Regions from separate parts of the Mus musculus genome. Here all the other regions are linked to region 1. Evidence: chromatin contacts called from public HiChIP or PLAC-seq, capture Hi-C and promoter capture Hi-C data. All regions are on one chromosome and are shown on one strand. The core of a region is the stretch at or near the end of the contact, and the rest is flanking DNA. Distances in the headings are between cores, read along the strand shown. Region 1 holds the start of Nr4a1 (nuclear receptor subfamily 4, group A, member 1). Region 2 has its middle 7.1 kb from the start of Gm41405. Region 3 holds the start of Tns2 (tensin 2). Region 4 holds the start of Soat2 (sterol O-acyltransferase 2). Region 5 holds the start of Krt18 (keratin 18). Region 6 holds the start of Zfp740 (zinc finger protein 740). Region 7 holds the start of Eif4b (eukaryotic translation initiation factor 4B).

What was found. Promoter capture Hi-C pulls out the DNA fragments that hold promoters and counts their contacts. HiChIP or PLAC-seq counts read pairs in DNA pulled down with a chosen protein or histone mark. Capture Hi-C pulls out chosen DNA fragments and counts their contacts.
Region 2: a contact with region 1 is called in a promoter capture Hi-C map of second pharyngeal arch cranial neural crest. The contact joins the enhancer-like site here to the promoter of Nr4a1 in region 1. A contact is called at or near these places in 5 of 39 promoter capture datasets (the HPC-7 cell line, cranial neural crest, frontonasal cranial neural crest and 2 more), 15 of 115 datasets of contacts at active chromatin or transcription factors (the NIH/3T3 cell line, craniofacial prominence, embryonic basal ganglia and 8 more) and 2 of 9 other capture datasets (adipose tissue and liver).
Region 3: a capture Hi-C map of embryonic stem cells shows a contact between it and region 1, with 5 times the contacts expected there. The contact joins the promoter of Tns2 here to the promoter of Nr4a1 in region 1. A contact is called at or near these places in 6 of 39 promoter capture datasets (the C10 cell line, cranial neural crest, hippocampal neurons and 2 more), 1 of 15 datasets of contacts at CTCF or cohesin (the NIH/3T3 cell line), 1 of 484 Hi-C or Micro-C datasets (bone marrow-derived macrophages), 14 of 115 datasets of contacts at active chromatin or transcription factors (VIP interneurons, bone marrow-derived macrophages, cardiomyocytes and 9 more) and 2 of 9 other capture datasets (adipose tissue and embryonic stem cells).
Region 4: an H3K4me3 HiChIP or PLAC-seq map of bone marrow-derived macrophages shows a contact between it and region 1, with 4 times the contacts expected there. The contact joins the promoter of Soat2 here to the promoter of Nr4a1 in region 1. A contact is called at or near these places in 9 of 39 promoter capture datasets (the C10 cell line, HPC-7-derived erythroid cells, cranial neural crest and 5 more), 3 of 115 datasets of contacts at active chromatin or transcription factors (bone marrow-derived macrophages, effector CD8 T cells and embryonic stem cells) and 1 of 9 other capture datasets (macrophages).
Region 5: an H3K27ac HiChIP or PLAC-seq map of extraembryonic endoderm stem cells shows a contact between it and region 1. The contact joins the promoter of Krt18 here to the promoter of Nr4a1 in region 1. A contact is called at or near these places in 8 of 39 promoter capture datasets (the SN4741 cell line, cranial neural crest, hippocampal neurons and 5 more), 16 of 115 datasets of contacts at active chromatin or transcription factors (embryonic basal ganglia, embryonic fibroblasts, embryonic midbrain and 8 more) and 1 of 9 other capture datasets (embryonic stem cells).
Region 6: a capture Hi-C map of macrophages shows a contact between it and region 1, with 4 times the contacts expected there. The contact joins the promoter of Zfp740 here to the promoter of Nr4a1 in region 1. A contact is called at or near these places in 6 of 39 promoter capture datasets (the C10 cell line, the SN4741 cell line, cranial neural crest and 3 more), 4 of 115 datasets of contacts at active chromatin or transcription factors (embryonic forebrain, embryonic stem cells and pancreatic cancer cells) and 3 of 9 other capture datasets (adipose tissue, liver and macrophages).
Region 7: a contact with region 1 is called in an H3K4me3 HiChIP or PLAC-seq map of embryonic stem cells, with 15 times the contacts expected there. The contact joins the promoter of Eif4b here to the promoter of Nr4a1 in region 1. A contact is called at or near these places in 12 of 39 promoter capture datasets (the C10 cell line, the HPC-7 cell line, cranial neural crest and 7 more), 3 of 15 datasets of contacts at CTCF or cohesin (CD8 T cells and the NIH/3T3 cell line), 3 of 484 Hi-C or Micro-C datasets (the C2C12 cell line, bone marrow-derived macrophages and embryonic stem cells), 28 of 115 datasets of contacts at active chromatin or transcription factors (the NIH/3T3 cell line, acute myeloid leukemia, bone marrow-derived macrophages and 19 more) and 4 of 9 other capture datasets (adipose tissue, embryonic stem cells, liver and 1 more).

The regions. Positions count from the first base shown.
Region 1 is chr15:101,264,553-101,268,103 of GRCm38.p6, reverse strand. Nr4a1 (nuclear receptor subfamily 4, group A, member 1) reads right to left here and starts at 1,258. Exons shown (of 7, transcript NM_010444.2): 1 at 1,133-1,258.
Region 2 is chr15:102,050,751-102,054,149 of GRCm38.p6, reverse strand. No RefSeq gene overlaps it. Among named protein-coding and RNA genes, the nearest start is that of Gm41405, 7.1 kb to the right of the region's middle. Within about 2 kb of position 1,914, at least 147 of the 459 cell types and tissues checked have an H3K27ac peak or open chromatin away from gene starts, as enhancers often do. A contact at or near this core is called in craniofacial prominence, embryonic basal ganglia, embryonic forebrain and 7 more, where this site is marked.
Region 3 is chr15:102,101,309-102,104,506 of GRCm38.p6, reverse strand. It overlaps Tns2 (tensin 2), which reads right to left and starts at 1,573. Exons shown (of 29, transcript NM_153533.3): 1 at 1,346-1,573. The coding sequence starts at 1,420.
Region 4 is chr15:102,148,556-102,151,856 of GRCm38.p6, reverse strand. It overlaps Soat2 (sterol O-acyltransferase 2), which reads right to left and starts at 1,282. Exons shown (of 15, transcript NM_146064.1): 1 at 1,145-1,282; 2 at 696-751. The coding sequence starts at 1,223. It overlaps Igfbp6 (insulin-like growth factor binding protein 6), which reads right to left. Exons shown (of 4, transcript NM_008344.3): 4 at 2,345-2,677. The coding sequence ends at 2,555.
Region 5 is chr15:102,026,634-102,029,962 of GRCm38.p6, reverse strand. It overlaps Krt18 (keratin 18), which reads right to left and starts at 1,747. Exons shown (of 7, transcript NM_010664.2): 1 at 1,289-1,747; 2 at 415-497; 3 at 1-140. The coding sequence starts at 1,684.
Region 6 is chr15:102,202,216-102,205,777 of GRCm38.p6, reverse strand. It overlaps Zfp740 (zinc finger protein 740), which reads right to left and starts at 2,133. Exons shown (of 8, transcript NM_001289691.1): 1 at 1,976-2,133; 2 at 692-1,207; 3 at 473-549. It overlaps Csad (cysteine sulfinic acid decarboxylase), which reads left to right and starts at 726. Exons shown (of 18, transcript NM_001359126.1): 1 at 726-1,639; 2 at 2,518-2,641; 3 at 3,204-3,334.
Region 7 is chr15:102,071,887-102,075,459 of GRCm38.p6, reverse strand. Eif4b (eukaryotic translation initiation factor 4B) reads right to left here and starts at 1,687. Exons shown (of 15, transcript NM_145625.3): 1 at 1,497-1,687. The coding sequence starts at 1,509.

The sequences.
Region 1 (3,551 bases), core at 9-2,508:
AGGGCATACAGCACCTGGGAGAAAGAAAGAAATATGGCCACTTCTGCCTCTGTTTGCAAGAAGCCTGGGAAGGGATGGGTTGGGGGTGGAGGAAGAAGGGTGGCAGCCAGTCAGGACTGGGCGTTTGTTCCAGCTCCATTCAAATCCTGTTTCTCCACTTGGACATCCTACATCCGGATCAACCCCCACCAATCTACCCAGCTTCAGGCCGATAGTCCGCAACACAAGATACAGATCTGCATCTAGCCTCCTGAGGGGGTGGGGGTGTCTCAAGGAGGAGGAAGAGGCGGGGTTGAAAGAGGGAGTGGGAGAATCCGGCTTGGGGCAGGTCCTGGCAACACCTGTTAGGTGACCAAGCCCGCAGGCTGCACCCTACCTAACAGACTCAAAAGACCACTGGGGTATACAAGTCTGTCTGATGACAGAAGGGGTCTCCCCCCTAGTCAGTACTACATCGAGACTCTATCGTGAGCAACTTCCACCCAGGCTCCACGTGCGGCTTTCAGTAGCTGCACCAGGCTACAGCTCCTAGGTTTCTAGATACTCTGACAACTTAGTCTAACACAACCATTACCCAGCCAACCTAGCTAGCCATTTCCTTCAGCAACCCCCAGGTCTTCCAGCACGGTTCAGAAAGAAAGTTCGGTAAGGGAATCAGAAAATCTAAGTACAGCCTATGAAGTATTAAGTAAACACTGGGAAAGGGGGCTGAGAGCCCGGGAAGGAGACCCGTGGAAATCCAATCTTACTTGTACTTGGATGGATCCCAGCAACGCCGAAGCTCTGAGTACCTTTTCCCAGTCCATGCTCAGACAACCCCCTACCCGGCAATCAACACCCAAACCCAGAGTACAGAGTGCCTCACACTGGAGATCCTAGCGGGGAAACCTCCTAAACAAGCGCCCACTACCTACCAAAACCAAGCACCTTGCAGACCCTTCGCCCGCTTCCTAAACTTCAAGCCCTGGCTCACCCTACTCCAAGAGCTATCCTTTAATACCAAAAATGCACCCTACACACCCCTCCTCGTAAGCCGACCCGAAAACACCCTTCCTTTTCGCCCGCGCGTACACCCCATCTCTTTCATGCACTGTCCCTAGAAACAGAAACACGCTCCCTGCGGGGTACCTACCCAGCCGGCTCCCACTCCCTGTGGCCGGGACCAGCGACCCAGTCGCAGCCTGGTCCCGCGTGCGCTCCGCTCCGCAGTCCTTCTAGCACACTCCCCCAACTTTCGCAGCCTCCTGCACTGGGGCTCCCCTGGCGAGCCCGACCCACATCTTAAGCGCTCCGTGACGCATGGAGAGGGGCGGGGGCGCCACTGACGCACACGGCCCGGCGAGCTTTGGCCATACAAGGGCGCGGGGGGCGGCGCGGTTCCGGCGGGAGGCGGCCAGGAGGAGGCGCGGGGACGGGGAGCCCGAGGGGGCGGGGCGAAGAGGGGGGGCCTGGAATGTCTGCGCGCGTGACGCACGCGGGGTTCCATTGACGCAGGGAGCGCGGATTGTTTGATCTATAAATAGTTTTCCTCTCGCCCGCTGCGCCGGCTAAATATAGTAGCTTCCAGACCCACTAGGCTCACCAAGCCGGACCCGGGATCGGGTCCCGGGGTCCGAAATAACCGACCAGGAGGAGGGGGTGTTGTAAATCCGTGCCCGCAGGGCTTCCCCAGAACAGGATCTCCTCCCCTCCAGCTGCTCCTGGTGCCAACAGCTCCCTCTCCCTCCTGCCCACCCCTACCCCAGGCCCTGCTCCGCTTTTGTCCCTTTCCCAGTCTGTCCTGGACACCTAGGGTATCACTCTCTGCCATTCTGAGCAGCCAGGGCAGTTCAGGGCTGAGGCAAGCCATTCTGGGACACACCCAGAAGATAGGAGGTGGGCTGGGCCCGTGCCTCAGCCTTGGCAATGTGCAGGGTCTCTAGCCCCAGGACTGAGGACAGGCACTCTGGCCTTCAAGGTTCCTTCCCAAAGGGCATAGCTTTGCCAGGCTGGGTCAACGGGCTCGGCTCCACACCGATGCTGGTTTCTCAGCGATGGCCTCTTAACCCCTCGCAGGATGGATGCACCCTAGTTGAGAAATTGCCGAATTTCAGAACCGGGTGGAGCCTGAGAAATCTTTCCAAACTCTTGCCAACTCTTCCCCATTTTATAAATAGATTCAGAGACATAATGGTACTTGTTCAAGGTCACTAAGCTAGGTAGTAGCACAATGGGGTCTTGAACCCAGGGCCATCGAACTCCATCTCCTTTTCACACTCTTCTGTCAATTCCCTGGTCCCAGTCCCTGATGGGGACCCACCTGCCTCCCCACTACCTGCTCCAGCAGTGAAGAGAGCAGCTGTAACCAGTTACTGCTTGCAGGGAAGGGTCTGGCCAGGGCTGTACTCAAAGTGCAGACCAGGCTGCAGCCACCTGGAGCTGTCACCCTGCAGGTCACATCTCCATCCCAGTCTAAGCTAAAGGAAACCTCATTTGTAGTCAGGTAAGAGAAAGGAAGGGGTATGGAGAAAAGATTCAGTGGTTAGCTTTCCCTACTAGGGATTCTCTTTGCAGTATCTCTATCCCATCCTTGACCCCACCCCCTGGTTCCCGATTTCTGCTGCCAGCCCACCAGTGCAGCAGACTAACCGAGACTATCCAATGACGGCCTATTCTGGCCATAACCGGTTTTTAAAAATGGGCTAAGGGCGTAGCTCAGTGGTAGAGTTCTTGCTTGCCTAGCATTTGTAACCTGGAGTCCATCCCATCACCACAAAAGACCCCCCCCCCCAACCAGCCTGCTATTTCTTTTTAATCACTGTCCCCTGCATACGGAACAGTTTTCATACACTGCTGATGTCATTCGGTGATATGTTCAGAAGTTACCAGCAACCCCCCCCCCAGGCTAACGTGTAGTCTCGTTGCGGCTGAGTCCATAGCTCTGGACTTTACCAAGCCACCTTCCAAAGGACAAAAAGCCACCTAGGAGAAGAAGTGTGGACAGGATGATGTCCACTGGAGCCATCCTGGACCCTCCCACCCCCACATCATCCATAGTTGGATCTTTCTTTCCTTGGGCCCTTGCACAAAAGTTTACTTGGGCCCTTGTTTAAATATGGAAGCCACTACTATCATTTATGCCCCACACACACACTTGAAGACAGGACCCAGGGGTTCTATGAGAATGGATGCCTTTGCTCTAAAGGACAAATAACCTTAGCTCTGGTTATGTCATATCTGGCTCCCCATTTTATCTCTCCACCCAGCCCCCCACCTCCCCTCTACTCCCAAGATGTGTTTAAATATGCCAGCAAGACAAGCCAGGACGGTCCCTCCCTCCAGCAGAAGCAGGTGCAGGTCCTGTCTTCACCAGGGTGTGCCATCCTGAGTTCTAGCATTATCCACTTTCCCCACCATTCTGCCTTCACAAAAAAGTAGCACAGACCACTTCTCCTGAGGGAGAAGCTAAAGGGTAAGCAGCAGAGGACAGCCCAAGAGCACACTCTCACCCAGGCCAACCTCCTTGAGCCACTACACACTACAAAGGTTCTTGCTGCCTCAAGGCTAGAGGG
Region 2 (3,399 bases), core at 665-3,164, 790 kb before region 1:
ACTTACAGCCTGAGGTGCACTGCACTACTTAATACAGTGAGGAACATTAGCCCCCTAGCTACTGGTGTGCATTTTAAAATGTAAAATAAATGACATTCCAAAATCATCTCTTTGTTCATGCAGCCACATTGAAAGCTGTATATGATTGGTGACTATTGAATACACAGAGGCCATTATTACAGAACGTTCCAGCACAGGTGCTGCTGGAGGCAGCAGGAAGAACAGGTTATGTGATCCAGATGAGACCTAACAAAGGAGAGAACTGAGCACTCTGCGTTGATGCCCCGTCCCCCCTGCCCTGCCCCCTGCACCAGGGTGGAAGTCAGCACCATGAACCCATGAGACAAGAACTACCACTGAGCTACACTTTCAGCCTGTCCTGGGGATTCTAAATGTTTTAAAATTAAAGTACACAAAACATTATGGCTGGAGAGATGACTCCATGGTTAGGACGGCTTGGTTTTGTAGAGGGCTTGGGTTTGGTTCACAGCACCCACATACTGGTTTACAACCATCTGTAACTCCAGTTTCAGGGGATTTGATACGCTCTTCTGACTTACATCAGGAGCCAGACACTCATGTGGTGCATAAACACACATGCAGGCAAATATTCATACACATAAAGTAAAATGAAATATACAAATGTATGTATATACAATATACACATATGTATTTTCATAAAAGAATAATAATTTGTTTTTTCACACAAGATATATTCTCACCTGATATACCTTACTTTTTTCTATGCATTTTACCAAAAAAAGTAATTAAAAAAGGATTTATTTATTTATTATATGTAAGTACACTGTAGTTGTCTTCAGACAAACCAGAAAAGGGCGTCAGATTTCATTACAGATGGTTGTGGATCACCACATGGTTGCTGGGACTTGAACTCAGGACCTCTGGAAGGGCAGTCAATGCTCTTACCCGTTGAGCCATCTCTCCAGCCCTGTATGCATGTTTATATGGAGGCCAGAGATCAATCTCAAATTTTGTTCCCTAGGAGTCAATGTTCTCTTTTTGTGTTTTTGTTTTTTTGAGACAGGGTTTCCCTGTGTAGTCCTGGCTGTCTTAGACCTCGCTCTGTAGACCAGGCTGGCCTCAAACTCACAGAGATCCGCCTGCCTTGTCTCTTGAGTACTGGGATTAAAGGCATGAGCAACCACAGCCTGACTTGCTACCCTCCTCCACTTTTTGTTTGTTTGTTTGTTTTTTCAGATTTATTTATTATATGTAAGTACACTGTAGCTGTCTTCAGACCATGTGGTTGCTGGGATTTGAACTCAGGACCTTCCGAAGAGCCGTTGGTGCTCTTAACCGCTAAGCCATCTCTCCAGCCCGCCTCCTCCACTTTTTAAAGACTTATTTTGTGTGTAGGGATATTTTGCCTGCATGTATGTATGTTCACCACATGGAGGTCAGAAGAGGGTGGCAGATCCCCTGGAAGTGGATTTATAGAAAGTTGTGGGTGCTGGGGTTAAGGCCTGGATCCTCTGCTAGAGCAAGAAGTGCTCAAAACCACCAAGCAAAGCCATCTCTCTAGCCCATTCACTTGCTTTTTGTTTTGTTTTGTTTGTTTCCTGAGACAGGGTCTGGAGCTGCCTGACTAGGCTGGGTGGCCAGGCAGCTCTTGAGATTTACTTGTCTGTCTGAAGTGCTGGGGTTACACGTGGAAGTGATGGGATTACCTCTCACTAGCCCCACTCTTGGCTGGGCGCCGCTGAGGGGCAACGAGGAACTGGAAGAGAAAACGGGCTTGTGCCCAGGTGGGAGCCACTGCCAAAATGATCGATAAGAAAGGTGCTGAACCCAAGCTGAGCTGGAGTGAGGCCGCGGGGCTGGAAGGGCGCACCTGCTTAAAGAGCAGCCTGGGCTCTGCGCCATGCTCAGTCAGTCCCGACCCAAACCGCGTGGGGAAGCCGCGTTTCTGCCTGCCCTCCCTTTGCCTCACCGCGTCCTGGGACTCTGGGTACGGGGTGCATGGTGGGCGGGTTGCCTCCCGGCTCAGCTGCGCATGCTCTGTAGTCAGAAGGTGGCGCATGGATGCCGTGATCCAAATGCCCCCCCGCGCTCCCCCCCGCGCCCCCCCCCCCCCCCCGCTGCCGCAGCTCAGCAACTCCAGGCTCCTGGTCTCATTGAGTCTATTGGAATTCGGGGCACATTTTCTGCGCCTCCTTTCTTCGCTTCCCGACAGTCCCTAGCTGGAAGGATCTTCTGATTTCCAGATAGCTCTTGGACTGGAGAGAACCTTCGAGTCTTGCGCTCCAACAACCCCACACCAATTTCCCAAGAAAAGTTCGTGGGAGCTCTTTGTTATCATAATTACCCAAAGAAGAATTAAATAATTTTGGAGTGCGTGCTCATGTAAGGGTCGGGTTTTTTTGTTTGTTTGTTTGTTTTTTGTTTTTAAATCAATCTTGTGGCACACGAATGAAAATCCCATCCTCCCACCCCCAGCATGCGCAACCAGGAGGATAGGTTCTGGGTCCTCCTTGGTAACATAGCCAGTTCAAGGCCAGCCTAGGGAGCAAGCTATCCTGTCTCAAACACAAATTCTGTTATAGTTTGACAAAGTCTGTAAGTTCGAGCCTCACAAGCTGGGGGTATGTGATAAATACAAAATCTTTATATATTTTCATTTTTACTATTAAACATTTTAAATTACATTTATCTATTTGTGTGTGTGTGTGTGTCTGTGTACATAGGCCTTGGTGCATGTATAGAGGTCAGAGGACAAACTTGAGCAGTTGGGAATCTATCCACTACGAGGGTCCCTGGAGGGAGCTTAGGTTGTCAGACTTGGGACTAGTCACCTTTGTTGAGCCATCTTGTATATGAGTATATGTGTTTATATGTGTGTGTCACATGTGTGTGTCCGTGTCCGTGTCCGTGTCCGTGTGTGTGTGTGTGTATGTGTGTGTGTGTGTCCATGGAGGACCTCAGATGCTCTGGAGCTGGAGTTACAAGCAGTTGTGAGCCACTTGAGGTGGGTGCTCGGAATCTAACTCAGGTCCTCTGGAATGTTGATACGAATGCTCTTAACTTGCGGTTTCTTGGTCCGCAGGTCAGTCAATGGTGTCTGCAAGAGAGAGAGAGAGTGGGGACTGAGGAACAAGAGACTGGAAGAATGGAGACAAGACAGGCTATCTGATCAAGTCTCAAGTCTTTTTATTGAAAGGCAACTATGGGCATATAAGCATAAGTCAGGGAGTGCAGCTGGAGACACGTAACCACAGGTCCAGGATGTGTAGGAGAAAACCAAGATGTTATCAGCGTGTGGTGGGCTTCTTGCAAAAACATCATGCTAGGAAAACAAGTCTCTCGTCAGGGTGGAAAAGTTCCAACCTGTAAGTAAATAGCCCAAGATGGCTGCAGAGATGATAGCCGCTTTCTGCTAAG
Region 3 (3,198 bases), core at 324-2,823, 840 kb before region 1:
TAGGGGTATGTGTTCCTAGTGGGCTCATCTCCAAGGCTGGGCAGGGACCTTTCCTTAGAGCGATGCTGCTTCCCTCTCTTCCAGCCAAAAGTCTGTGAACTCTAAGGCACACTTGGCCACAGCTGTTTCAGGGTAGTCATGAGGCCTGTCCTCTACAGGGCTTGGAATGTGACCCCTTGCGTCACCTTGGCTGGGTCAACTCCTCCCTAAGGGTTCACTCAGGACTTCTCACGTGGCGGAGCTATGTGATGTCCTTGTCACACACACCCCCACTTCCAATGTGAGGGCTTTCTGAATCTTGGCAGAGTGGGGGGTCTGACTCTCCTCCCATCTTGCCCTCCCCACAAGAGGCTTGTATACTGTGAGCTGACGGCCAGGACACACAAGCACTATCACATAATACCCAGACTGACTGCAGCCAGTTCTGAGCCCCTGGCTCTCAGTGTCCCCAAGCTCCAGGCAGCTAATATGACCCCCTCCCCCACGGTCAGAACAACATGTTTACTCTCTGTGCACTGAGGCGGCAGGCAGCAATTGTCTAAGACGTTCGCTCGGAAGGAGGAATAGCAGTGGGGACACACAGGCAGCTGCCTCGCTGCCTCTGCATGTTATGACAGGGGTGGCCAGGTTCTCCGGATGCCCCCTCCCCACCCAGAGGTAGTGAGGTCAGTGGCTGGCTGGGCTGCCACCAGTTGTCCAGGTCCCCCTTAGTCCCTACTCACTGCAAGTTTTCACTGCAGTTCTGACCCCTCCCACCCCAGTTCATCCCTCCTATCTAGAGTCTGTGGACAATCTCCCTCACTCCTCCCACCACTCCACTGCACATTCTTCACCGCTGTGTGTTCAAGCTCCCGCTGTCCCCTCCTCTCCCTGGATCTGCCCACCGTAGTGTGAAGAGGAGAATAACATGGGAGCAGCGTTGGTCCCTTAACGACTGGGGGCGAGACCCACCAGGACACTTGGACGCACTTGTGGATGATGACGTCGTGTGCAGATGACGTCAGTAGAAGGCACCCTCCCTTCCCTCATTGCCTTCTTCCCATACCTTTTCCCTCAAGCTTCCCCCGGAGGTCAGGGCTTGAGCTCTTAGCTGAACCCTCGGGGCCTATCCAGGCTCAAGCCAGGAAATACACAGAGAAGTCAAAACAGATGCTAGAATCACACTGCTACCCTACCCTAGCCACCTCAGGGGGTCAGGCGAAAGAAAGAGGAGGGGGATGCTGAGCCAGCCAGGAGAAGAGGCTGAAACTAGGAAGAGGGTCTGGTCTGGCCTGAATCCTGGCCCTCCCGCCTTGTCCGCACCTCCACCCTGCCCCACCTTTGCCCAGCTGGTGGGCACTCCTACCCTGCTGGTGGCCCGGCTGCTGTCCCTCCTCCCCAGGGCTCTGAGCAACCTTTCCACAGGGCCGCTGGACTTCATGGTGTCTGGCTGGCTGGACTCTTGGCTGCAGGGCCTGAACAATGCTGGGGCCTGGCCTGGGGCTTCCTGGAAGCAGCCTGCCGAGGCAGCCGCTTCCCTTGGGTGGAGGGGAGGCTGTCTGGCTGGTGTGTGGAGAAGCCTGGCCCTGGAAGTGGAGGGAAGTGCAGGCGGGAAGGGGGCAGGTCGCTGCTCCAGGAAGTGGGGTGGGGGAGGATGTGGGGGAGGCCAGGAGATCAGATTCCCAGGATCTACCCTGCTGGGAGTGTCAGCCTAAGATCTCTGGCTCTCCCCATCTCTGGAGCTGCCTCCCACCCAGTGGGCCACTGTGTGCAGGGGGTCTGCAGTCCTGAGATCCAGCCCTGGAATCAGCCAGTGGCACAGGGTGGGAATTCAGGTCTCAGGGCAGGGCTCAAGGGCCAGTGGAGAACACTGTGTCCCCGGCCAGTCTCTAGCCTGAACCCTCATGCTCCCTTGGGATTTCCTGTGGGAAGGGAGTGTTGCTGGGAACCAGTACCCCTGACAGCCCAGCACTCCACATCCTCAGGGTGAAAGAAAGTTAGGGATGAGGGCTAACTTCCCTGTCAGACGGGAGAAGGATCTTATAGTACCCTCCTCAACGCCAAGTTCCAGCGGGAAGGGCTAAGGGCTTACAGGAATGGTCCATCTTGCTGTAACCCAAAGCACTGGAGGTTCCTCCTGAACACCCCAGCTGCTCCTCTCCAGATACAACCCACAGTTCCTGGCTTAGCTCCCAGATCCTGCACCTGAGGTTCTACTGGGGACCCCACCCGCCCACCAGAATCTGAGCGCTACCTTCATGGCTCTTCTGGCCTGTCTCTCCTTCCTCTGTGGCTGTCACTGGACCCGAGGACTGGACAGGAGGCCCCCTCCCAACACATACTCCACCCTCTCTAGGGCCTCCTGCTTCCCTCCTGGGAATAGGGCCAACTTCCTGTCCCAGGAGTCAAGGGAAGGAGGTGTATGGGGCCCTTGGAAAGGATGGAACAACCTTCCTACAACAAGGGTCAACAGCCTGGGGGTTCCCAGCCCAAGCTCTAGACAGCAGCCTTTGGAATGCTGTAGCTAGCTGTCATTTGAAAGAATGTACACCGTGTCACCCTCATTTGCATGGTATTTACTGAATGTCCCAGTGCAACTCCTCCAGTTCTGGCACCTCTTGCAGGGTCCCACAGGACTCTCCTCTTTCTGCCTCACGCCCATCTGACAGATGAAGGGCTGCTCTAGTCCTCCCCAGGGATCCTTCAGAAGACCTGTCAGACTGAAGAGTCTGAGGCCTCTTCCCGCTGCATGCCTGTTCTCTAGGAAGCCCATCGTTGCCAGTGTACCCTGGCTAGAAGGCCCTGTGAGTGGCAAGGGGTGGGGCACCGTGCTGTAACTGGAGAGGGCCCCTGGCTCTGCAATCCCCACCTGAGTTCTGGCTGTGTCCCAGGACATTCCAGGCCGATGGCCAGGTGGGCAACCGGGGCTGTCCTGATTCCGCACCCAGCCCTGCTGGGGAAGATGGATCACTGCAGCGCCTCCCCTGATCAATTTTTTTTCCCCTCTGCTCCTATGGTACATGGGCCTACATCTGCAACCTCTGGTGGGACTGAAAGTCTTTTCCTCTGGAACAGGTTCCCAAACAGCCTCTGCCCTCACTGAACTTACACTGCCCACCTAGATCTAGAAAGTTAAGTGTCTAGTTGGCTCTGCGCGTCCCCACCGCAGGGAGTGTGGAGTATTTCTGAAAGTAGCTGAGGGCAAACAGTGCCTGAGGA
Region 4 (3,301 bases), core at 33-2,532, 880 kb before region 1:
GCACAGACACACACAGACAGACACACATAGACACAGTACTACTACTACTACTACTACTAATAATAATAATAATAATAATAGGGCTAGAGAGATGGCTCAGTGGTTAAGAGCACTGACTGCTCTTCCAGAGGTCCTGAGTTCAATTCCCAGCAGTGGCTCACAACCATCTGTAATGGAATCTGATGCCCTCTTCTGGTGTGTCTGAAGACAGCTACAGTGTATCATATACATTAAATAAATAAATAAATAAATAAATAAATAAATAAATAAATCTTAGATAAATAATGATTGGGGGGGTTTGTTTGTTTGTTTGTTTGTTGAGACAGGGTTTCTCTGTGTCGCCCTGGCTGTCCTGGAACTCACTCTGTAGACCAGGCCTGCCTCTGTCTCCCAAGTGCTAGGATTAAAGGCATGTACCACAACTGCCTTGGCTACTTTTTATTTCTTAGACAGGGTTTTCTGTAGCCCAATCTGGTTTGGATGTTATTGTGTGGCCAAGGGTGACCTCAAACTACGGATCACCTGGTCTCTACTTCCCAAGTGCTAGGATTACAGCTGTATGCCATCACACCAGTTGCCATCACACCAGTTGCCATCACACCAGTTTTATGTGGTGCTGCGCATCAGGTAGATTGGCACTCTACAAGTTTAGCCACATCCCCAGCCTGTCCTTTATGACTGCCGTGATCCCTCACCTCCATATGTCGAGTCCATTGCACCAAGTCTGGGGTTCCGTGTGTCCTTGCGTTCCCTAGGAGGAAGAACCAAAGGGGACTCACTAGGGAGGAGTTAGGTGTTCTGTGTGCTCACAGCCTCCGTTCCCAGTCAATATTTAGAATCGTGGGTAGAGCCACTAGCCAGGGAAGTGACACACACAGTGGCGAGAAAGAGCCTGATGCAATTGCTGGAAACAGGGGACCCAAAACAAGGAAGTACTCCATTCACCCCTAATGAAGGCCAAACCACGCTCTGAACATTTCTCCATTGCCAGTCCGCGTGCTGGGGGGAAAAGGGCAGAAACTGCCTTCTCTGGCTTCCCAGAACAGCCAGAGGAAAGGAAGTGGCCTTAGCGGCTAGCTCTTACACACACCCATCTCAGGCCCGCCTGAGTGTCTGGAGCGTGGGGGATGGGAGGGCGGCTCACCTTCTCCTCCACGGGCTCCCTTCTCCTGCTCCTCTCCCAGCCCTTCTCTCCTCCGAAGCTGGGGCACCTTTGGCTGCATGGTGCCAGTGTAGAGCGGACAGCACACAGCTGTTGTCTGTCTTCTTCCTTTCTTTCTTTCTCAATCTACCTACAGAGCTTGTGTCCCACTCAGAGATCTGACAACTCCAGGGACTAAAGTCCTTTCCGGAGCCCCGTTGAGGGTTAGATAGGTTATCTGCAGGCAGTGTTTCTCATACTCTGGCCCTGCCTGTGGCTTTCACAGCTCTCTCACCACAACCACTATGATCAGCTTCACGCTATTGCTATTTCACTTTCGGGAGTGAGTCTGTGCATCAGGTTGTGAGGGGGACTTTGCTTCCCCGAGGCTTATCACATAGCTTGGCTCTTCCTGGCTCTCTCTACCAAGACTGAAGGTCAGGGAGGGACCAGAAACATCTTCGTGTACCTTGTAGTCATTTTTCTGAGGGCACAGGATGAGGCCTGTAGTGACATGTGTGTGCAACAATATTTTTGTCAGGAGCTCTATTTGTGTCATGTGTGATGGTCGAGGCCCCTCAGTGTCAGCTCTTCCCTACACCTTGGGTTACCACATAAGCAGAAAGGGCAGACACACACTTATTCAACAGTAAATAGCGCCAGGGGTTGCCTTGCCTACCTATGTAACTTCAGGAAAGTGGACCAAACTTTTTAAGCTTCTTCTGAAAAAAAAAAAAAATTATGGGACAAAATGTCCCTACGTCATCAGGTGATTGCCAGCACAAATAAGGTAGTCTGGAGGTAGTCTGGATAAACCATACAGAGCCTGAGCACATTTGTTTCTTTCTGGTAGGCAGTAGGGCAGGTGAGTGCCTTGGGAGTTCCACTTTGGCAAATTCCTGCTGGGGATTAACTATTAATCCTCCTCCTCCATCAGTCCAGAGGTCAGTGATAGAAGCAAGATTGTAATCACTGTGATCTCGGACTGAGGCCAGGATCTCAGTCAGTCCCACAAGGGAGCTCCGGGTGGGTATCCGGGTGAGGATAAAGAAAGGGCTTGCTGCCTGTGGCAGTGGCAGTCTACTGTATTCCAAGGGCAATGGAAGAGGCTGGCTGTGCTCTGCAGGGAAGGTAGAAACACTATGACCAATGGGAGACAGTGAGCACGAGGCCCCAGATCTGAATGAGACAGACGCAGAGACGTAAGCCAGAGACACCCCCCCAATACTGTTTTATTAGTACACAAGCCAACAGCAATCTTTCTAACTAGCTGTGTAAAGGCCCAAGGGTGACAGGGACAATGGGGTGGGGCGTGAAGGTGGGTCTTGGGGCACAGAGTTATTCATTGCTTCACATACAGCTCAAATGACAGCCCCCTGTTCCTGCTGGCGTCCTGGAGGCTCCCTCGGGGCTTCACCCACTGCTCCTGGCAGAGCACTGAGTGCTTCCTTGACCATCTGGAGACACTGGCAAAGGCTGGCCCATCGGATCCACACACCAGCAGGGGCCACGGCGATTCCCCTGCGAGGAACGACACTGGGGAGAGAGGTGCAGGTCAGGGTGAGGTCCAGGCTTTGAGCAGGAAAGCATCTGAGAGCTCTTAGTTGCTTTACCTACTGAATAGGGCCCACTCTGCTAGGCCAGAGCAATAGCTTTCAAAATGCAGTTTCTGTCAACAGCCCAACATCACTTATGTTAGAAACTTGTGTTCACAGGCTAGCCCAGACCTACTGAGTCACAAAATGCAGAAGGGGCTCCACCAGCACCAGCTCAGACGCCTCCAGGTGATTCCCCAGGGCTCCCATTTGAGGCCACCACAAGGCCTTATCCTAGAAGAGACTTTAAGTCTCCCATTGCAATTGTTGGCCTTTGTTTTTCTTTCAGATCACGCTAGAGATGGAGCCCACAGTACTGCTAAGCAGAGCTTTGCCAACGAGCTATAAACTTCTTTTCATTTTACATTTTGTTTTGAGACAGAGGCTCGTGAAATTTCCCAGGCTGGACTTGAACTCACTCAGAATTCTAGGAGCCTGCCTGGTCCAGGCTTCCTCAAGTCCATGGAAAGATCTCCTGTGGAAATCTCCAGCCCTCTGTCTTCCTACCAGCCCTTCACTTGTAGCCTAGGCAAGTCTTGAAGTTACAATCTTCCTGATGTTTTTC
Region 5 (3,329 bases), core at 498-2,997, 760 kb before region 1:
TCATGAACAGAAGTTCTTCCTTGAGTGCCTCGATTTCTGTCTCCAGCTGCAGCCTTGTGATGTTGGTGTCATCTACCACCTTGCGGAGTCCATGGATGTCGCTCTCCACAGACTGGCGCATGGCTAGTTCTGTCTCATACCTGAAGGAGTGGAGGTGATCAGAGGGCCTGAACCTTCTCAACCAGTGCCACCTCCATAGACTAGCCCCGTGCCCACCATAAACAGTCACGGAGTCATTCCCTTAGCACGATTCTTGGCCTTGGAGCGTTTGCTTAAACTGGGCTGCACAGATGAAGAGCTAACTCAGTAGTCAATGAACCCTAACCTGAATAAACTTCGGAAAGGAAGGAACCCTACTCTAATACAGTTCTGGGAGTAGGCCATTCTTAGCTCCAGCTGCAGCCCCGGACTTACTTGACTCTAAAGTCATCGGCGGCAAGGCGGGCATTGTCGATCTGCAAGACGATGCGGGCATTGTCCACAGAATTCGCAAAGATCTGGGTGGATTAAAGTGGAGAGAGTCGCTTTGAGAGTTCCGGGTCACATGAGGGTGTGTGTGTGTGTGTGTGTGTGTGTGTGTGTGTGGAGAAGTGGGGGATGAGAAAACACGTCTTGTGTTTCAGTGAATCCATCCCAGTCCCAGGAACAGTCAGAGGCGTGTATTTCTGTCTTCCCTTCCCACCTGAGCCTCCTCTCCCTTCCTGGATTCCTTGCCCCTCTGCCAGGGCCTGCACTATCTGGATTGCTTACAAAAGAGCAGCTTCCAACAAGATTTCTCTGATCCTCTCCTGGCATCTTCTCCAGGTGCACCTGCTAACCCCCCCCCCCCCCCCCGTCCTGGGACGCGCCCCCCCCCCCCACTTGTCCCGCTGGCCCCTCCTACAGGTAAGCTCCTGTTTACTCCTAGATGACTCAGCCTTAGCCACATCCGCTTAACCCTCTAACTGTTCCTACTGGAAAAGAAGTGAGTGTCTGAGTTCATTTTATGATTCCCCCACACACACCTTTTTATTTTATTTTTTTTCCAATCCTGTTCTCTTCCCACTACACTGCTTGGGGGAAGCCGGCTCGCGTGTGTAACCACTACGCTTGGAATTCCTACAGGTTGTGGGTGAGAGTCCAGAGTATTCCTAACTCCGTCCCATAGAGTGTGTGTGGGGGGATGTGGTGAATGTGGAAAGAGTGGAGGGAGTCAACAGCCCACACTCTATTCAAGTTTGGGGGTGTGGGCACACTGGATAGACAGAACAGCCCGGAGCTACTGCCCCTCCCCCCTTAGGCCCCTTACCTGAGCCCTCAGGTCTTCGATGATCTTGAAGTAGTGGCCCCAGTCTCTGACGCCCTGGGGCCCCTTCTTCTCCAGATGTTCCCGGATTTTGCTCTCCAGTCTCCTGTTCTCAGTTTCCAGGCTCTTCACCTTGTCTAGGTAGCTGGCCAGGCGATCGTTCAGGTCTTGCATGGTCTCCTTCTCGGTCTGGATTCCACCCATTCCCGCCAGGCCTGCGGACCCCACAGAGCCACCCCAGACAGAGCGGGACACGGATATCCGGGACCCGGAGCCCCCAGCACCTGCATAGACGCTGGCTGCGCTGCTGGCAGGCCGGACCCGCTGGCTGGGAGTTCGCACAGAGCCCAGGGACCGGTAGTTGGTGGAGAAGGTGGTGGAGCGAGTTGTGAAGCTCATCTTGTCTGGAGAGGAGAGCGAAGCGAGAGACCAGAACAGGAGTTCCGCCGCGGAGGGTGGCAGTCCTCGACCTGTTGTTATATCGCCGCGGGAGGAGGTAGGGACCTCCCCCAGCAGGCCACGCCCCAGCCACCGGAGCCGGGGGCGCCAGGATCGGGATTCCTGTGACCTAACAGGTCGCAGCCCTTCTCCACTTCTGCACACGCCCTCAGCATACCTGCCATCCTCACCGACACAGGGAGTGGATAACTAAGGGGTGCACAAAGGATAGCAGGTGGTGTTAGCCCCTGAGTGTCTGTTTTCAGGGCAAAAAATGGCGTTTTAAATATCCGTTTATTCCGGGCGTGGTGGCGCACGCCTTTATCCCAGCACTTGGGAGGCAGAGGCAGGCGAATTTCTGAGTTCGAGGCCAGCCTGGGCTACAGAGTGAGTTCCAGGACAGCCAGGGCTACACAGAGAAACCTTATCTCGAAAACAAACAAACAAACAAACAAACAAACAAACTCCATTTACACAGACAGAAGAGGGGTTCACTAGGGTGAAGATTTTGTGGCATGTCGCCAGCTTAAGTCTGGGGGCAGTCCTAGAACCCCAGGAATCCTGGGGAAAGAAAATTGGGAGCTCAAAAAGAAGAGAAACACGAACCTGAGGGCAGGTCTCTTGGTTTTTCTGCTCCGGCCCCATGGTTCCAAGACACTGCTGTGGCTCCATAGGGAACCGTGGAAATACATATCCTCAAACGCGTGGGTACACATGTCCTCATTCAACTCATTCCCTGGAGGCTTTATCGGGGCCTTTGTGATTATGTAGAAGAGGTATCCCTATGTCTGGACACCTACCATTTACCTCCTCCTCCTCCTCCTCCTCCTCCTTCTTTTTTGAGACAGGGTCTCATGTAGCTCGGGCTGGTCTTGAACTTTCCATGTAGCTGAGGATGGCCTTCAACTCCTGATCTTCCCGTCCCACTTTTGAAGTGCTGGGATCCCAGGCATGAGACTCCATCACTTTCAGGTTACAGGGTGCTGAGGACCAAACCCAAGGCCTCATACTCCTCAGGCAGACCACTTTACCAGCTGAGAACACAGCCAACCCAAGAGCACATAGATTTAACCAGTATTTGCTAGACACCTTCTAGTAGCTATGGGAACAGCAAGGAAGAGAGAACCACTGTCCTTCCTGTAGATTATACTGTGTCTGGACAGGTTGGGGTCTGAGTCCATAGACCAGATATGTAGAAACAGCTAAGTTTGAACCAGATTGCCTGCCTCTCCATCCCCCACCTCAACCTCTGCCACCCCCTTGCATCTGTCCCCTTCTCCTGCTCCCCGGGCCTTTTCTTCGGTCCTTCCTGGTCAATTTTTATAATGCTTTCTGGCTTTCCAGCTTGTTTTCTGGGGGAAAGAGCCCCTCTGCACCCCCGCACCCCCTCCTCGCCAGCTGGATGACCACTCCTGCTGAATGAGGAGGGAGAAACCCTGAGGTTGGAATCGGTCAGCACCAGGAGCCCGTTTTTCCGGCAGGACTTGGTGTTTGCTATACCTGTGGCCATGCTCTTTGCTCTGGAGTGGACCTATTGATCCTTATCGAGCGAGCGGCCAGCTGAACTGACTGTGTGAGTGCGAGCACACAGAAAAGTAAAATCAGA
Region 6 (3,562 bases), core at 884-3,383, 940 kb before region 1:
GGGACTCCCCACTCCCTGGATAATAATGTCTAACTCCTTAGGAAAAGCACAAAAAGCCCTTGGACCACATTCCACTGACTTCTCTAGGAAGTAACCCCCCATCCTTCGTTACCTAACCCCATCTAATGATCCCCCATTTGTAATCCTTTGCTCCTTAACTACCCACCAAACCATCCAGTGGTGTCCCATCCCTCTAAGCCCCTCCCTCTGTCTGAGTGCCCTTCTCTGTTGACTTCTCTAGCAAAATCCTATGCTACCTGCAGGCTTCCTTCCCCCCCCCCCCCCCCATCCAGGCAGAGGTACCACCACGCAGTCACAATCCTTCTATCACTGAGAACTCCTTTAGTCAACTGATTCAGAGTCTCTAGTACCAGCCAGCTATCACGCAGGGCACCGTGAATATAAAAATAATAAATAACAGACTGTCTTGCCGTCATCCCTCCCCCTCCCCCCAACTAGCCTGGGAGCTTACTGGGGACAAGGGCAATCTTATTCATCTTTGTATTCCAAACACAATGCCGTGCATGTAACAGGAGCTCAATAAAATTCCTGTTGGGAAAAAAAAACAAATGAAGCATTCACCAGACTATACACTCCCTTATGCCCGAGTACTTCACGTACCAAAAGTACACCGGGTACAAGGTGCTTTGCCAATGGCCCATCAGTGCCTGTGACGTGATATATAGCCTACCTCCTTCATTTGACTGGAAGCTCCCTGAAGGCAGGGGCTGTGGCCTGTCTCCTTTCCTTCCTCTAGATCTCCCCCTGGCGCTTAATACAGAGCTCGGCTCACTGGGGATGGTCAATACTGTTGGCTAAGGCAGAATTCAAGGGTGACACTGCAAAGAGGCTTCCCAGTGAACGGTCTTGAAGGAGGACTCGAGAGCTTTTTACCTGAGCCATGCTGACTTCTCACTTAACGAACCCAAAAAGTTCAGAAGTTCTCTGTCCCAGTTTTCCTTAAGACACTGGTTGTCTGAAGAACCGTCACCAAATCACAGTAACGGCTCCTCCCCGTTCTTTCAGTTCCTTTGCCATATTGAACTGTCTTCTCAAAGAACTCGGTGTCCTCCAAAAGGAAAACAGGTGTCCCAAGAATCCGCAGTCTCTCTCTGACTTCTGCCTCTTGTCGGAAGAAACGAGAGTCTACCAGTCTTGGTTTCCAAGTTGAATTCTCTTGGTGAAGCTCTAGGTCTGTTCCAGAAACCTGAAACCAGAAAGGGAGATGAGGCCCTTAGGTGTAACATCTTCAGGCCAAACAACGATCGAAGCTCCCTCAACTTATTTTGCTGGGCGTTCTGAAGCTCAAAAGGAGGACATGAGTCGAGAGCTTTCTTTCTAGGTCAGTAGAAGAAACTGGCCTCCTGGGCCGAAAGAGCAGCCAACGGGAGCAAAAGTAAGTTGGGCCTCCTATAGAGAGGATCTGCCAAGAGAGTAAGAGCTGGGATTTGCCATCTTAGGAACGGAAGAAGGGGGCGGAGGCCCTTTGGGGCTTTTGTGCGGAGTGGGCCGGCCTGCAAAGCTGGCACTCCACAGACGAGGGCAGAACTGTGTTGGAAGGAAGCTCGGGAGGCCTCCGCCGAGCGCCGGGGTGGCTGGCAGTGCCCGCACGTGAGCGTCGCTCGGAGTCCGCCCGAAGGTTCGTAAATTCGCCGCCGCGGAGGCGGAGGGCGGGCGTGTGTGCGCGCGCTCTGCAGGCAGCCGCAGCGCGCAGCCCCGGGAGCGCCGAGCCGCGCGCGACCTGCGTGCTCGCGCCCGCGCTTCCCCCCCCCTTCCCGGGCAAGGCCCCCTCTCCCGGCGGGGCGGTGGGGGGCGGGGCGGCGGCGGCCCTCCCCTCGCGCCCCCTCCCTCCGCCGCGCGCCCCTCCTCCGCCGCGCTCCCCTCCCCCCTCGCGCGCGGCGCCCCACGGCCTGCGAGCTGCTGTCCGCCCGCTCGCCCGCCCGCTCGACGCTGCCTCCCCGCGGCGCGCGCCTACCTGCCTGGCGCGGCCTCCCGCCGTCTCCTCCGCCGCGCGGCGCCCCCTCCAGGCCCCAGGCACCCCGTGCCAAGCCCGCGGCCGCCGCTCCCCGCGTCGGGACCGAGGCAAGTTTACAAACACCAACCCGGGGCCCGTTTCCCCGGAAGCACTTCTCCGTCCCCCTCCCCCTCTTTGCCAAGCGGCCACATCCACTTCCGGGCTCCGGAGCCGGGACAGGAGGGGGGGCCCTCCGAAAAGGGGTGAGGCTGGGGACGCGCGGAGAGCTGCAGCTGGCGAGCGGGAGGGGGACGGCCCGGAGGACCGGAGGAGGGTGGTGCGAAGGGCGGCGCCTGCGCCGTGGCGCGCGAGCGCCCCGGCCGCCATCTTCACTGAGGGCAGCTCCCAGGCTCGCCTGGAACCTTTAGGGAACCTTTAGGTACTGAGTGTTCTTTGAGAAGGTTCGCTAGGTGCGCTGGTTGATTCTTGCAGAATCTCCGTCTCTCTCCTGACGCCCCAGGTAGAAGCCGGGACAGTTCGTACCTCTGATCTTTTTTTTAAAGCTTGGTGAGGTCTGTTTTTCCGGTGCCTGCTGCTGTGGGGTGCAGACCTGCAGACTGAGGTCAGCTGGGAGGAGAGTTGAGCCGTTGCGCAGTCCTGCGGTACACACTAAACCACAATCTGCATGTGAGTCTCAGTGAGTTCCCTCAATAGCCAAGGCAAACGTGCTCCGGCCCCGCAGTCTTGACCTAGCCAAACTAGGCTTCCTTTCAAGAAAAGGCCTTTTTTCCCTTCAGTGGACTAGTCTTGTTGGAGATTTGGAAGTGCGTGTTGTCCTCTGGGCCAGGCCCCCTTTGGAAATTTGAGCCTATCCTCGAATACTAGCGCCCCACTTGTAGCATTAGAGAGGAGTTCTGCTAAAAGATAGGACTATTCTAAGTGCACACTTGGCAGAAGGAAACGTGAATTCCACTTAAGTCCCAGTTTCTATTCTAACTGCTGTCTGGTGAGTTTAAGTGACAGTAAGACACTATCCAAAAAGCATATGGATTCCTAACCACAGTCCTGTACCTTTTACACCACTAAAGTAAGTTCCATTTCCCTTAGGGTCATTCTGAAACTGACATAAAATGGAGAGACATGTCACCAGGAATGTTTTTAAAACAAATGTAGGGACCTGAAGAGATGACCCAGCTGTTAAGAGTGCTTGCTGGGAAACTAGGACCAGAGTTTGGATTCTGTTTTCCAGGTTAACAAGCCTGCTCTGACAAAGGTGGAGACTGGAGAATCCCCTGGACTTGCTGGATTCCACCTTAACTGAGAAAATTAGAGCCCCAGGTTGGGGAAGAGACCTTGCTTCTAAAGGAATAAGCAGTCCAGGTGTGTACAGGCTCTTGAACTTGCATGGACAGAGTCACATCAGAAACAATCATACAGTTTTAAACATTAGCTTAAGCAAGGGAGTGTAGCCGGGTGTTGTTGGCACACACCTTTAATCCCAGCACTTGGGAGGCAGAGGCAGGTGGATTTCTGAGTTCGAGGCCAGCCTGGTCTACAGAGTGAGTTCCAGGACAGCCAGGGCTACACAGAGAAACCCTGTCTTGGAAA
Region 7 (3,573 bases), core at 438-2,937, 810 kb before region 1:
TAGCTTGGAGTGCTTGCCTGGCACGGCCAAAAACTCTGTTCAATGTCCAGCAATGCAGGGGAGGAAAGGAAGTTCTCATGGCCGAAGGCAGTAGATTCAGTGAGAAAGTTTTCCAAAGACAGAACCCGATTTCCTTGTAATATTAGAAAAGATGGACTTCTGGTTAAGACACTGAATGTTGCCAGGCGTGTTGCTAAACACCTTTAATCCCAACAACCCCAAGGCAAGCCTGGTCAGATAGTCAAGAGCTAAATGAGAGACCTTGTCGCACAGTTTAGGCACAGCAATCCAAAAGGTATTTTTAACAGATTATGCTATAAAAAATAAACTAAAACGAAAACTAATGCTGGGTGTCTAAAAGCCCTCTGGTATTCACAGGTCCACTGCAAATGCCAAAAAAACCCAAAAAGCAAAAAACTTGGAAAACAAAACAAAACAAAAAAACAAAACCCGAAACGACCTCCACAAACCTCACTTGCAATGCAGGGAATATACATTCCACCAAACAAACAAACGCACGCAGAACCTCTAGCCACTATTTTAATAGCACCTTCTGGAAGTTTCCCAGTTATCTGGGAAAATGACAAAAGCTGAATCCTGACACTAAAACTACCCAAAAAATGGAAGTTCTATATAATGCAACGCCCCGATTTCCTTCCCCACCTCTGCCTGGCATATAGTGTGCACTCAATAAAAACTGTTGGTTGAATCAAGAGGTGGAAAGAAAAAGGCACAGGAGAAATCTAGGTGTCTATCCCTACAGCACCTAACACGTGGGAGCACCCTGGGTTCCCTACCCCCAACTATAGTGGGGCCAAACCTAATATGCGTTCGCTTGGGAGTACAGCGGCCGTGCCACGCTCCCAAACCGACTAAAGCTTAAAGTACAAGGTCATAAACGAGCAAAAGCCAGGTCCATCCAGGCTTCCCATCTGGAGTCCAGCAGCGCGTGTTTCTGAGGCGCGCCTTCTCCACCACCTCGCCTCGTCGCCCGTGCCGCGCACGCGCACCGCTGCTTTCATCGGCCCCTCCACAGCCTCGCGCTCGCGTTCTAACTGCACCCCCCCGCCCCCACGAGGGTCCGCAACGGCCTCGCGCCTTGGAGACCCGGCCCAATGTGTTCCGGTCCGCGCGCCAACCGCCTCCTTCCTCCACCCGCGCCTTGGCGCGGGCGCGGTGCTTCACGCCTTTGAGAGCCTCGCGCCTCCCGCACGTCTCTCTGTGCTGCCTCCTCCAATTGAAGGCAGGGTCCACCATTTCTGCCTACTCCAACCTCGCGCAACGGGGTGAAAAGGGTGTGAGGGGGAGGGGAAGGCCTTCCCCTCCCCCTAGACATCCCGAGGCGGTAACCTCAAGCGGCCATGCCGCTAGCCTGCCGCTGCCCCCAGGTCCGAAAGGAGCCGGTGCCTCCTGCCCCCGACCTCCAGCAAGGAGCGGACCAAGCCCGGAGGCTGTTTCCGAGCCTGGTCTTTGGCCACGCTCGGCCGCTCACTCACCTGAGGCCGCCATGTTGGGAGAGGGAGAGAGAACGCAAAGGACCCGGATGAGGCAGTCACGTGATTATAGCGGGCGCGACGGGCTTGGAGACGTGAAACCAGGAGGGGGCGGGGAGCCGAGGACGGAGGCAGAAGGCGGGGCGCCGCCGCCGCGCTGGGTTCGTAAAGCAGCGCGAGGGGGTGGCGCGGCGTCCGACGGGAAGACCTGCGCGACATGTGGCCGAAGGGGTGGAGTCTGAGCTGTCGCGAAACCCTTCGCTTTACGTCGGGCCCGGCGCGGCCGTCCGGTCCGATCTGCGCCCGGGGCGGAGTCTCCTGGCGCACAGACTTGTGGGTGCTGGATCGGCGCGAAGGGCGGGGTCGCACTTGCTGATTCTATGGAACAGAGTGGACTTGGAATCTAGAATGGGTGTGCCACAATTGATTTTTTCCGAAGGGAAGATTCTGAGTTTCTTTTTAAATCACTTTTTGTAAAGACAAAGAAAATATAATGTTCCGTAGAATGGTTTCAATTAAGAAGGTAACATTTGAACCATGGGCTTTTGCCTCATTTAACCCTCCAATGGACTGACAAGGGCCAGCACCGAGTGGCTAGCCACATTTCTTACAGCGAATGCTTCATTTTTTTTAAAAATATATATTTCAAAAAGTGAAACTATTGAACACCAGCCACGTGCCAGGCACTGTTTAACAGACATTTGTGGATATAAAAAGGGATTAAAACTACCTTGAATAAAATACTACAAATGATAAACATTACAGGTAAGTAGGCTAATAGAGTAAAAGGCAGTTGGGTACAACTCCAGATGGCCTGCCCCTCTACAAGAACAGGGAACATTCTTAGCCACTGAGCCACAATTCCAGCTCCTAAAATTTTTTTATGACCCTAAAACATACAAACCATAAAACAAACAAAAAACAAACAAATAAAAACAGGGGTTGGAGAGATGGCTCAGCGGTTAAGAGCACTGACTACTCTTCCAGAATTCCTAGCACCCACATGGCAGCTCACAACTCTAACTCCAGTTCCAAAGGATCTGACACCCTCATATAGACATACATGCAGCAAAACAGCAATGCACATAAAATAAAAATAAATATACTTTAAAAAATGATTTGCAGAAACAGGCATGGTGGCACATACCCTTAATTAATTTATTTACTTATATTTAATTTGGTGTTTTGAAACAGGGTCTCTCTACATAGCACTGGCTGTCCTGGAACTCATTATGTAGACCAGGCAAGACTTTAAATTCAGAGAGCCACCTATCTCTGCCTCCTGAATGCTGGGATTAACAGTATTCATTACCATGCCCAGCTGGCACACATCTCTAATTCCTACAGTTGGAAGGCAGACAAAGGCAAATCTCTATGTATAGAGAGTTTGAGGCTAATTTGGTCTACATATCCAGTTCCAAGTCAGCCAAGGCTACATACACACAGACCCTGTCTCAAAACAAAACTAAACAAAACAAAATAACCCCTAAACCAGCCAACCAAACAAAAACAAAACAAGAAGACAGAAATACTTTTCTTAGCTCAGTATGGAGCACCACATACAAAAGTGGTAATCACCGTGCTTGGTAGATTGAGATAGAAAGATCAGTGGAAGGCAAGCTTTGACTACAGAACAAGTGAAGATCAGACTGGGCTACAAAGAGACAACGAGATCATTTGTCAAGGTTTGATAGCCGTACCTACCCAGTCCCTCTCCTTTAATTTGCTATTGCTTTTCCCCAATGGTTTTCAGCCTGACCACTGTATTAACTTCCTAGCTGGGTTTCTTGCCTGAAGGCTTTGTCTACTGCAATGCATGCAGAATATGGCTGCCACACGTCTTCCTGGAGGAGAGATCTGAACAGTTGCTGAGAAACATGGCCACACTGACATGGACAAAATAAGACTTTTTTTTTTTTTTTTGAGAGACAGGGTCTCTCTGTTTCATACCTTTGGCTGTCCTGGACCTCACTCTGTAGACCAGGCTGGCTTTAAATTCCCAGAGATCCACTTGCCTCTGCCTCCTGGGTGTTAGAATGAAAGCTAAATAAGCTTTTATAAGGCCGTGTGCAACCCACTG